4 separate regions of the Sus scrofa genome follow, and regions 1, 2 and 3 are each linked to region 4. Evidence: chromatin contacts called from public Hi-C and promoter capture Hi-C data. All regions are on one chromosome and are shown on one strand. Each heading gives the region's core, a stretch centred on a gene start, on an enhancer-like site or on the middle of the called end of the contact. The rest is flanking DNA. Distances are from core to core; before and after follow the strand shown. Region 1 holds the start of CMAS (N-acylneuraminate cytidylyltransferase). Region 2 holds the start of ABCC9 (ATP-binding cassette sub-family C member 9). Region 3 has its middle 18 kb from the start of ABCC9. Region 4 holds the start of KCNJ8 (ATP-sensitive inward rectifier potassium channel 8).

What was found. Promoter capture Hi-C pulls out the DNA fragments that hold promoters and counts their contacts. A called contact is a pair of places that touch in the nucleus more often than the background predicts.
Region 1: a contact with region 4 is called in a promoter capture Hi-C map of liver, with 3 times the contacts expected there. The contact joins the promoter of CMAS here to the promoter of KCNJ8 in region 4. A contact is called at or near these places in 1 of 5 promoter capture datasets (liver) and 1 of 47 Hi-C or Micro-C datasets (epiblast stem cells).
Region 2: a promoter capture Hi-C map of liver shows a contact between it and region 4, with 5 times the contacts expected there. The contact joins the promoter of ABCC9 here to the promoter of KCNJ8 in region 4. A contact is called at or near these places in 1 of 5 promoter capture datasets (liver), 2 of 47 Hi-C or Micro-C datasets (fetal heart ventricle and heart right ventricle) and 1 of 2 datasets of contacts at active chromatin or transcription factors (skeletal muscle).
Region 3: a Hi-C map of liver shows a contact between it and region 4, with 4 times the contacts expected there. The contact joins the enhancer-like site here to the promoter of KCNJ8 in region 4. A contact is called at or near these places in 4 of 47 Hi-C or Micro-C datasets (alveolar macrophages, embryonic fibroblasts, liver and 1 more) and 1 of 2 datasets of contacts at active chromatin or transcription factors (skeletal muscle).

Annotation. Positions count from the first base shown.
Region 1 is chr5:51,457,119-51,459,899 of Sscrofa11.1, reverse strand. CMAS (N-acylneuraminate cytidylyltransferase) reads left to right here and starts at 1,369. Exons shown (of 8, transcript XM_003126433.5): 1 at 1,369-1,741. The coding sequence starts at 1,482.
Region 2 is chr5:51,535,075-51,537,942 of Sscrofa11.1, reverse strand. It overlaps ABCC9 (ATP-binding cassette sub-family C member 9), which reads right to left and starts at 1,412. Exons shown (of 40, transcript XM_021092240.1): 1 at 146-1,412.
Region 3 is chr5:51,517,271-51,520,110 of Sscrofa11.1, reverse strand. No RefSeq gene overlaps it. Among named protein-coding and RNA genes, the nearest start is that of ABCC9, 18 kb to the left of the region's middle. Within about 2 kb of position 1,565, at least 8 of the 83 cell types and tissues checked have an H3K27ac peak or open chromatin away from gene starts, as enhancers often do. A contact at or near this core is called in liver, where this site is marked.
Region 4 is chr5:51,694,429-51,697,238 of Sscrofa11.1, reverse strand. KCNJ8 (ATP-sensitive inward rectifier potassium channel 8) reads right to left here and starts at 1,312. Exons shown (of 3, transcript XM_003126434.6): 1 at 906-1,312.

The DNA.
Region 1 (2,781 bases), core at 120-2,619, 240 kb after region 4:
TGCCATTCCTTAAGAAGGAAAGGCAATAGGCTACCTTTCCTGCTTCTGGATGTATTAGCTTCCACCCAGGACAGACAAGGAGACTCTCTGCTTCCAAAACAGGCTTGCAAAAGTAGTGAAAGATAAAATGCATATTAAGTAGGAGATGCCTTCCTAAAAGAACTATTACAAAAGAGGTGTGTGTGTGTGTGTGTGTGTGTGTGTGTGTGCGTGTGCGCACGCGCCCATGCACACCTTTGAAATTTTCAGCGGGATCAAGAGCTTGAAATGATGTCATAGGACTCCTTCTCTCTTCTCCCTTCATCTCTTGTCCCTAATTTCTTTTGTGTGAACATCAGTCTCCCAGCCAATTTCAGAACAAAACCCCCACCACCAGCCTTTCCTCATCCTGCCCTGAGTTTTCAGGTTTACAGGGTTCTGAGCACCCAAAAATTCAGCAAGAAAAAAAAATCTTTCCTTCCCAGATTGTGGGCTCTGCTTGGTCATAGGCCTGTCCCTCGACCACAACTGTGTCCAGGAAGATGAGACTGACCAACTTGGGTCCCACACCCACTACTACAACGCTGAGGATTTGAAACACCCACCAGGTCAAAGAGGTAAAAATTCCTGAAAGGAAAATATTTCTGGGAGTCCAAAAACAAAAACAAACAACAATAGTTGTCTACTACATTAGAAGGGAATAGTTAAGGTCAGCTTCCTAGTTTTTTCCACTTAGATGGGGAGATACTGTTGATAGAAAATGTCGATGGAAATGTTCACAGAAATGTTAACTAGACCTATTGCAGTGATCATTTTGCAATACATACAAATATCAAATCATTGCATTGTACACCTGCAACTAATATGTTATATGCCAATTATGCCTCAATTTAAAAAAAAAGACAGAAAATGCAGAGGTAGAAGCAGTTTGAGGACACATGGAGAGTTGTTTTTAAAATATTGAATTTAAGGTGACTGGAGGACAATGAGGTAATCTCTTGCAAACAACGAGTCAGGGGCACTGCAGAAAGAGGTACACTTCAAATATAAATTTTAAAGTATAAATTGATTTGTGTTAGGGTTCATCAGGCCCTGCAGGGGGAAACTTACTACAATTCCTAAATGGGGACGCTCTTTAGCAAAAGATCGGTCATCTAGATGCACTATTTTAGAAATCTCCATACAATATCAAGCCCCCCAGAAGATGCAGTGCCTCCCGGTTGTGACTGCCTGTCACTGCCTGACTTGGGTTTGCGGTCGCCCTGGTGGACCCCAGGCAGAGCCTAAAGTGTCTCCAGGACCCCACGAACTACCCGCGGACTACAATCCCCAGCATGCCCCACAAGGGTGAAGGACGTGGCGGTGGGTGGGGCCGGGAACAACCACTCCCACCCCACCCCACCCCCGCGGGTGGCCGGGCGGGGAGATCGGGCGGCGCCGAGCTGAGGCGGCGAGACGAGCTCCCGGATGTGGAGAAGCTGGGGAGAAGGCGTGGGAGGAAGATGGACTCAGTGGAGAAGGGGGCCGCCACCTCTGTCTCCAACCCACGGGGGCGGCCCTCCCGGGGCCGGCCGCCGAAGCTGCAACGCAACTCCCGCGGCGGCCAGGGCCGAGGGGTAGAGAAGCCCCCGCACCTGGCGGCCCTGATCCTGGCCCGGGGCGGCAGCAAGGGCATCCCCCTGAAGAACATTAAGCACCTGGCGGGGGTCCCACTCATTGGCTGGGTCCTGCGTGCGGCCCTGGATTCGGGGGTCTTCCAGAGGTGCGCATGTGCGAAAGTGGGCGGTGCGGCCTGGGAGGGGGTCGCGAGGGGGAGCCGGGCCGCTGGCGGGGCAGTGGCTCGTGGGGCTGTGGCCCATGGAAGGGTTGTGCAAGATTCGGGGTGTCCGGGCCCAGGCTGACAGCCCAGGGAGGAAGGGCTCCAGCTTCTTCCTTGTTCCTTGGCCGCTAATAGCCGTGAACTTGAGACAGTTCCTGTCCCCGCCCTTGAGAATAACATCCGTAAATGAGGAGATTTCCCCTACTCAACCGTTTGCGCCGCCCGATTTGACCTCATTGGGTAAAGGAAAGGAGGCCACCCTTCTGAAACGTCTACGATAATTTGTGAACTCCTTTAAACAGAGGCCATTGGCTTTCCCCTGTTGCTCAGCTCCTGATACCCACTTGGTGCTGATCGATTGAGGAAGCATCAGGTTCATGAATGGAGTGGGGTGTTAAGGCTTTTCCAATTTCCAGCTTAGCTTGGCGATCCTTTCCTGACCTTTGGGAAAAAGCTATCTGCCTGTGAGTCAGCACTATCTAGAACGCTCCCTACATTTGTACCTATGTGAGAGACAGTGGGAAAGCGCACCCCTGGACTGTTGGATGAAATGCTTATAAATGGTTTCATTATACCTTTGGAGCCTCGTTTGCCCTAAGGACAGTTTTAATTGTGCATCATTTAGAGGAATGGCCATATGCCATATTGGTCAGGAGTTACAAGCTGATGTCATTCATAAAAGAAGAGAGAGAGAATTCTGTGCCAAGAATGAATTTACACATGGTAATTTCAGCCTAATTATGATTGAATTTGTTACAGTGGAAAGTAAATTATTTTCACCTTTTGATATTTGGGCTTGGGTTTTTTTAAAGAGATGGCTGGTTTTGGAGTATATTCATTACCCTTATTAACATATGGATAAATGGTTTTCATTTAACCGATTTTGTTTCCAAAGGAGATACCAAAAAAGTTTAAGTTTACTAATTTTCTTAATGTTTTAATCCAAAGATAGTACTGGGTGGTGCAAGGTAAACAGGAGCCAG
Region 2 (2,868 bases), core at 163-2,662, 160 kb after region 4:
TAGAAATAGCGACCGCGAAGGCAAAGCGCTGCGAGAGTGCGCGGGCGCCTTTTGGTTGCCGAAATGTTAGATCAAAATCGACAGTTTAAGAGTTATTCTTAAAATTCTGAAATGATATATATGTAAAAGACACGAACTCACTTACTCCGAAGGCAAAGTTTTCCTTCCCTGGCCGAAGCAATCAGGGCGCCGAGCGGATTATTTTTAGGGTGGTGGGGGATCAGCTGCTGCCTCCTATCGAGTTTCTCAATAGCACAGACTGCTATGGGCTGGGGCGGACACTGCGACTCAGACGCAGGAAACTGGGCAGAAGCCCCGAGCGCCGCGCCTCGTACTGGAGACCCTCCCCACCCCCGCTCGGCCCAGCTTTCGGCACCGGAGCTGCAAATTTGGGACGCGCAGACTAGGATTTTACAAAATAACGTTCGTCCCCACAATTCATTAGACATTGAAATTTACAATCTACAATTCCGTTATCACTGGAGTCGGCTTTTCCAAAGTTAAAACACGCAAGGTCACTTGCACTTGTAATCGTTCCCCCAGGCTCTGTGTGCGCCTTTTTATTAACCAGATAAGGAAGCAGATTTGAGGGTTTCATCACTGTCCCCCATTGCGGACCTGGGAAATAAAGGCTTCATTCCAGGCAGAGGAACCGGCTGCCTGGCTGTATTCGTGCGTGCCAATGTCTCGCAGGAGTAAGGCAGGCTCAAGCTGGGGCCCCAGCGCCCCGGGAAACTTGGTGACTCGTCTGGACCAGTTGCCGCGCTACGGAAGAGCGAGCCTTAATCTTCGTCCCCGAAAGTGGGGCTTCGACTTCCACGGTTTATAAACAGTTTTCCCACTCTTAGCTCCCGACCAGAGAGTGCAGACATTCTCAAGGAGATAACATGTTTAAAATACACTCACCCCACAAGAACTCCCCCTCAGGACGCATGCCATAAATTTTGTCCCAGGCAACCCTCTGTAATCAACATTCGTTTTTATCGGGGGTCAGCGCTCAGTCAGCTTGAAATAACCATTGTTTTCGTCAACTGTCCTGATCTGATAAAGGATGGTCGGCCCGGCTGGCTGGTGCCTCCGAAGGCTCGGTGCGCGACCCCCGAGGGGCACCGCTCTAGGGCCGCGGGCAGCTGGACGTTGTCCCGGGAGCTGAACCCCAAGCCCCAGCGGCCGCTCCGACTCTGGGGCAGAGCCGCCCCCCGCAGGCATCTCCGGCTGGGAAGGTCGCTGCGTTCCTGGGTGAGGCCCGGCCTCATTGAAGCTGGAAGCCACGGCCGCTAGGAGTCTGCGGGGCCTCGTGGGGCGGCACCCGGGAGGGTCCCTGAGTCTCCCGGCCCGCGGACTTTGAAAACTCTGCTACTGCACCCTGGACTGTTTGCCGCGACGCGGGCGCAGGGAGAAAGCACGCTTGTAGAACGCGGATACCAGGACCGTGGCCAGAACCCTAGGGACCCGGCGAACTAGCCAGAAGCGGGACCAGAGGCTCCCAGCGCTTCTGGGCAGAGAGAACTGGAAATGAAGGGTGCAGATAATGCCCAGATATAGACCCTGAGTGTGCCCACACAAAACCAAGTTGACTTTGGGACTTTAAAAAGATGTATATTCCTACCGTTAAGCTCATTTGTTATGCTTAAATGTCATGCCTTAAAACATTCTTTTTAAGTCAAACTTTGAAAGTATGGAAAAGTATATGAGCCCTCAAACTTCTAAAACTACTGAAAACATTTTGTTACATTTTAACAAAAACAAACGGTAATGATAAAAAGCATGGACTCAAGGAAGCTAGCCTGCTGTCAAATCTTGTTACCCAATTAGTTGGTTAGCTCAGAGACTTTGGACAACTTGTTTAACCCCTCTGTGTATCAGTTTCCTCGCATATTCAACAGGACAAATTAAAAAAAAACTGCTTCATAGGCTTGATGTGAGAGTGAAGGAGATAATCCCTTTAAAGTGCTGAGACAGTGCCTGCCCTGTCAGTAAAAGCTAATAAGCGTACGTGCTATTTTCATCATTTTTTCCATGCATTTGTTGGGGGGGGGGCGGTGGTCTGGGACTGCTGCGTAGGTAAGTGCCCTGGCTAGGGATCACACCCCTGCCACATTTGTAACCCAAGCCACAGCAATGGCAGTTGGGAGTCCTTGAGCGGTAGGCTATCAAGGAATACCTATGAACATTTTATATTGTTGGCAACCTCAAAATAACTTGTCTCCTCATGGTATCTTTCAAAACAATTATTTTCTGGTTGTATTTTGAAATCTTTATAGAAATTATTTGAATGGCTGCATAACATTTCACTGTGTGGCTGTATCTTGATTTTAAGTCCATTTTTCTTATTGTTGGACAGAATTGCCAAATTTTCACTACCATATTTAATCCTATGATGAACTTTTTTATAAACAGGGGTTTTTTGGTAGCAAATAATTTCTTTAAGATATATTCCTTGAAAAGTAATTACATGATCAAAAGTAATAAATGCTTGCTGTAGAGCAGAAATTGGCACAATGTTGTAAATCAACTATATTTTAATAAAAGAATTTAAAAAGTAATAAATGCTTTTAAGGCTGTGGATATAGAATGCAAAATTACCTTTCTAAAAAGTTTGCATTAAGGAGTTCCCGTTGTGGCTCAGAGGTTAACGAATCTGACTAGGAACCATGAGGTTGTGTGTTCCATCCCTGGCCTTGCTCAGTGGGTTAAGGATCTGGCGTTGCCGTGAGCTGTGGAGTAGGTTGCAGACATGGCTCAGGTCCTGCGTTGCTGTGGCTCTGGTGTAGGCCAGTGGCTACAGCTCCGATTCGACCCCTAGCCTGGGAATCTCCATATGCCTCAGGAGCGGCCCAAGAAATGGCAAAAAAAAATGACCAAAAA
Region 3 (2,840 bases), core at 316-2,815, 180 kb after region 4:
GGCTGATTGATAATCTAAATGACAGATGCAAACACACTCCCTTCTGACAATAACATCCTAGGTTTGACCCAGCTCTGTACCTGTCCCCCCTCTTACCTTAGAAGGAGTTTTTTCTTGGTAGGAAAACAGCCCTTTGTTGTGCTGCCCATTCCTAAGCTTCCAGACTTATGAGAAAGTCTTACATGCTAGTATGTATTGACTGGAAAAAAAAAAAAAACACAACCTAAAAGCTAAGAATTATATTTTATTTAGTGGACTTTCTAAGGGTTTCCAGCCAGGAGACAAAACTCTCAGATTGGTCTGAGAGACTGCTCTAAAGAGGCAAGAGGTGGAGCGGGGAGGCAGGAAATATAGGAGTTTTTGCAAAGAAGACCAGGTAGTCGGAACATCAAAAGATTACTGTTAATTAAAGAACATCGGATTATCTCAGGTTAAGGAATTTAATGCTTTTCTATGTATGGGGAGATTCAAGAGTCTGGACTCACTGAAATCATTCCTTTGATGTGCACCTCTGCTCTCTGGGACCAGAATCCTGTGTTTTCTCATCCTGTTTCCTCAGGGCGCCCTGTCTGGGGGCAGAGGGGGGCTGTAATGTGATGGCTTAATGGCTGTGACATCCTTTGTTTACTGATTCGGCAGACACTATTTTTTTATTCACAGATGCAAGCAGAGATGCCTAGTATGTTTGCGCAAGAGTTTTCTCCAGTTCCTGAGAAATGAAGAATTACCATCGGAAAGGAACTGAATAGCTGATAATATTTATAGCACAATCTCTGTTAAAAATTGAATGCAACTATCATCTACAGTGTGAACAGAGTTATTCTCATGGAATCCTTTTTCAGTCTTTACAAAAAGTTAAAGAAAAACTCTTCCTGACAGAATTGTAGGTCCACATGGCCATGATTGGTACAAATCTATTGACTAAACTGAACAGAAGCGGCATATAACATACCTCATAAATAGTCTTAAACATCATTCTGTGTGTTAAACTAATATCAACCTGGAATGCTTGCAGCTCAGCTACTTGCAGAAAAAGTCAAAATATTGCTTAGCATTTTGGAACTCTAGCTGAAGAGTTCCATTGCTTTTGAATCATTTGACAAAAGATTTACTTGCTGGAAGCATACATGCTCCTCATGCAGCTTTATATGGGCTGTTACCTTATAAGACAATGTTAGGAGGGGCAAAGCTGGAAGATGCAATATTGTATCAGTACTTTTAAGAAAGTACTAAGGAAAAAAATCAGAAGTCAAGACTTCAGTCCCATTTCCTGTCACACAGTCGGCATATGGGGATTTTCCAGTTCCTTTGCGGTAAAATGAAAGCTGAGAAAGACTGTATTTCAGTTGTTTCGCCAGCTAGCTCAGAAACCTCATATTATTTTCTCAGGCAAAAAGTATAAAAGAGAGACTTTTAAAGTCAGTTCTTTTCATGCTACAGAAATAAAATACAACTGTAGGCCATAGAGCACACAAGTATATTCATTCACCTCTTCTGGTTACTGTGGTGATGTGTTCTTCCTGTTTATCCTTCTTGGGGATATCAGCTTTTCTACACTTCAGTTCCTGGAACTCTTTGACCTCTGTATCCCCTCTCCAACTTTTCTCCATTCCTGATCCTAACAGGAAATGTTAGGGTCCACTCAAGACCTCCTGGAGTCAAAACTGAGAATAGCAGGGCAAGAATCTTACTGCCAGTTTGAATCTGAAGTTCTTTCCAAGTAAAAACTCATCTAAAAGAAAAGACACATAAGCTCCAAAATGGAAAGATTAAGTAAGTTGAAAACCAAAATAGAAGTAAAAAGAACCTTTTCACAGACAGGTGCATGGCCTTACACTGGACAGGGTGAAAGAGAGGACCTTATTGCTTTGATGTGAATGGCATTTAACATTCTTTTTTTTTTTCCCTTTTTCAAGCCACACCTGTGGTATATGGAAGCTCCCAGTTTAGGGGTCAAATTGGAGCTACAGCTGCAGGCCTATGCCACAGCCGTGGCAATGCCAGATCCAAGCCTCATCTGTGACCTCCTCCACAGCATGCGGCAATGCCAGATACTTAACCCACTGAGTGAAGCCAGGGATTGAATCCGCATCCCTGGGACACTGTTGTGTTCTTAACCTGCTGAGCCACAATGGGAGCTCTGCATTTAACATTCATTGGTTAGAATGATTCACCTCGAATAGAGGAAACCCTGGGAGCTCCAATGACGTCCACTATCACATAAAAGCAAAGCAAATTGACCAAAGGATCATACGCAATTCAGGACTTGCCCTTAATTCAAAAAACAGTTAATGCCGCAAGTATTTATTCAGTTCCCACCATGAAAAGGCTGAGCTAAACTGAAACTTTGGGTTAAGCCAAGAACACTTAAGGTCAAAGGACGAAGATCAGCCAAGGGAAATGATCTGTAATAGAATAAAAACAGTAACAGATTCAGTTTGACCAGAGTCTGGGGGAAAGGACCAAAAGGAGAGGTAAAAAGATGAGAGGAAATATATTAGATCCAAACCAAGGAGAACCTTTGATGGCAAGGAATTTTTTATTTCATGAGGAAATAGGAAATAATTGGATATTGTTAAGCGAGAAAAAGACATAATTAAACTTGTGTTTGAAGTAGATGAAAGTGATAGTCTCTGCAGGTTGGGCAATGGGAAAGAGACCTGTTCGAGGCAGAGACATCTACTAGCTGTGAGATGGGCTTGGTTTTCATGGACCAGAAATAAGAATAGAGAAGTTAGGAGTTCCTTAGTGGTTCAGCAGGTTAAGGATCTGGTGTTGCCACTACTGTGGCTCAAGTTGCTGCCATGACACTGGCTGGATCCCTGGCCTGAGAACTTCTT
Region 4 (2,810 bases), core at 63-2,562:
ATTAAAAAACTTTTCTCCCCATTTCCTCACCGCTTCAGTCCTTGCATTAAGGGGTGCGTCTATACATTCGAGGTGACGTGCAAAGCTAAATGCATGATCTTACTCATCGAGTCTAGATAACGCTTAAGTTCTGGGATCCCGGAGAAATTAATTGGTATGAATCTGAACTGTTTTAATATTCCTTATCGCTTAGAACACATAAGGGCATAGCCTTAATTAAACAAAACCAGGAGCCGTCCTGTAAACAGCAGGCTCAATGATAATTCTAAGGTTACCCACGTCTGTTGATTAGTGCAAGGATACAAACGCGCAGCGTCTATGAGAAATATTAAGGCCAGCTGGGTATCAGGATCTGATCTATTTACTAAAGTATTCACATGATATAGCAATACTGAAAGTAAAGAGGGGTAATTCTTTTTCCAATATTTTTAGAAATAGGCAGAGCAAAAGGCCGTGGCCTCCTGAGCAGTATAAATAACACGTTTCGTGTAATTCGACAAAATAATAAGTTATGTGCTATGTAACTTGAAAATCACGAAAAAGTATTTCAGACAAGAAAGAAGTGTGAGTTGCATTTAAGAAAGAAAGAAAGGAAGAAAGAAAGGAAGAAAGAGAGAGAGAAAGAAAGAAAGAAAGAAAGAAAGAAAGAAAGAAAGAAAGAGGAAAAGAAAAAAGAATTCTCCACTGGAACTCTATAACTTGAAAACTTTACGACGAAGGGATCAAACATACAAGCTGCAGGAAAAACCCGGATAGCCTTCGGGCTGCGGATAGAGTTAATTAAAGAATGTGCCCCGAAAAATCCATCCGACGCTTAAACCTCTCCCGTGTTTTGCATTTTAAATCATTTGTGGGGGCGCGGACAGCACCCCCCTCCCCTACCCTGGAGGAGCGTTGAAACTTACAGACTCTGGACAGCTGGCGCGGCGGCCGCACCTCTCCGCACACGCCTCGCGGGCAGGTCCCTCGATGTCCCATCTCGGCGCGCGGGAGCAGGGGCCGCGACTGCCGGAGGGACAGTTCCGGGGACCGCGTGTCCTAGGGAGAAGAGTTAAAATAATAAAAGGTGCAAGTGAATCTGAACGCGGGGAGGGCTGGAGGAAGGGGGATGGGTATAGCTCTTCCCCTCCCCCTGCTCGGTTCTATTCCCCGGCCACTGCCGGTGGCGGAGGAGGGGCTGGGGGAGAGGAGCTGGGGGTGATGCTCCACAAGTCAGCCTCCCAGTTCGGTCTTTGACGCGCCCCAGACCTCTGAGGCCTCCGAAATTGCCCAGATGGGGGCGGGAGGGATTGGCTGGGAAGGCGAGTACTGGGAGGTAGGGAGCCAGCCAGGAGGAGGGGCGACGGAGGGAGGGCGGGGCCTGTAGGACCAGCTCCTTTTCCCAGTAGCTGAGACCCCCTGCCGCCCGCGTGACATGCACGTCTTTAAAAGGCTCCCTGCTCAGGGGAACGAACTTTCTGAGTTCACTGACGTAAAGAGATTTTTTTTTTTTTTTAAACCTGGGTAGATAACTGTGCTACTTAAGATTGAATAAAACCAGATATAGAGACCAGAAAATAGTCTCTGAGACGTCCAGACTGTGCGCACACATACTTATTTACATTAAATTCCTGTCTAGTAGGGGTGATACAAGTGAAAGATGTTCTGAAAACCAAAACCCCTACGTATATTTCTTCATCAACCGAAGCTAGTTCTCAGGGACCAAAAAAAGAAAAAGAAAGAAAGAAAAAACACTCAAAGTTTCTTCCAATAAAATTTTTTTTACCCTAAACAGGACTGCTGTCAACACTTTAGAACTCAAACCGTTGTTCTTCAGTAATTGGTTGCTTTCTGAAATGTTGCAGCTTCTCCATCTTGTCTAGATGGCCTGAATGATAAAACAGAGCAATTGCGCACAAGAAAGCTTATACAGTAAATATCTTTCTATAACATTTTGAAAAGGAGCCAGCAAAGACAAATGTGCTTACTCCCACAGGTCAAGCCTCCTGATTTGGCTCTTGTGTTAATGGAAACTTTAATTCTTGGAAATTTCATGTATTTTCCAAGACTCAGGGCAGAAAGTGTATGGAGCATAAACAATGTGTTCATTTAATTACTAAGAGACCTAAAATTAGTCTTTAATGAAGGCAAATGAAGAACCATTTTTTCCCTTTGTGGATAGATCTGCTTAACCCCTTCAAGCCTGAGATCCTAGTCAGATAGTGGTAGCTGTTCCCTCTACTGTCGTGAATTTTTGAACTTTTACAGTAATTTATGTAGTTGTTTTACCACAAGTGTGTGGGGATCAAATTGTACAGTTAATCCCCTCGTTATTCTGCTTTACAATTGTTTGGTGTACAGTTTATTCCCTGTTATTTTAGCTGGGGGAAACATTTGTTGAACACTTCATAAGGGAAGGAATATACATATATACGTGTGTGTGTATATATCACAGTTGCTGTTCTTAAGAGGTAGACAATTGTAGTATGAGACATGACTTTGATAATAAACTCTAGTACAAGCACTGATGTGATTAAAATAAGAACAGAAATATAACTAAAGTGCCCTGGAAATTCAAATAAGAGATATTAAGACGAGAAAACTAAGGAAAGAAAGCATTGTGGATTTTTTGGCATCTGATCTAGTCTTTGAAAGACCAATGTATTTGCATTTGCAGAAAAGCTGAGGAAAGACATTTCACTGAGAAGAAAGGTCATGAACAAAGTGACCAAGAATTGACAAGAGTGGGCCATGTTTTAGTAACAAACCAATATAATCTTCATTGATGAAGCAAGGTAAGCAAAATAACAGGATTGGATGCTTGAGGCTGG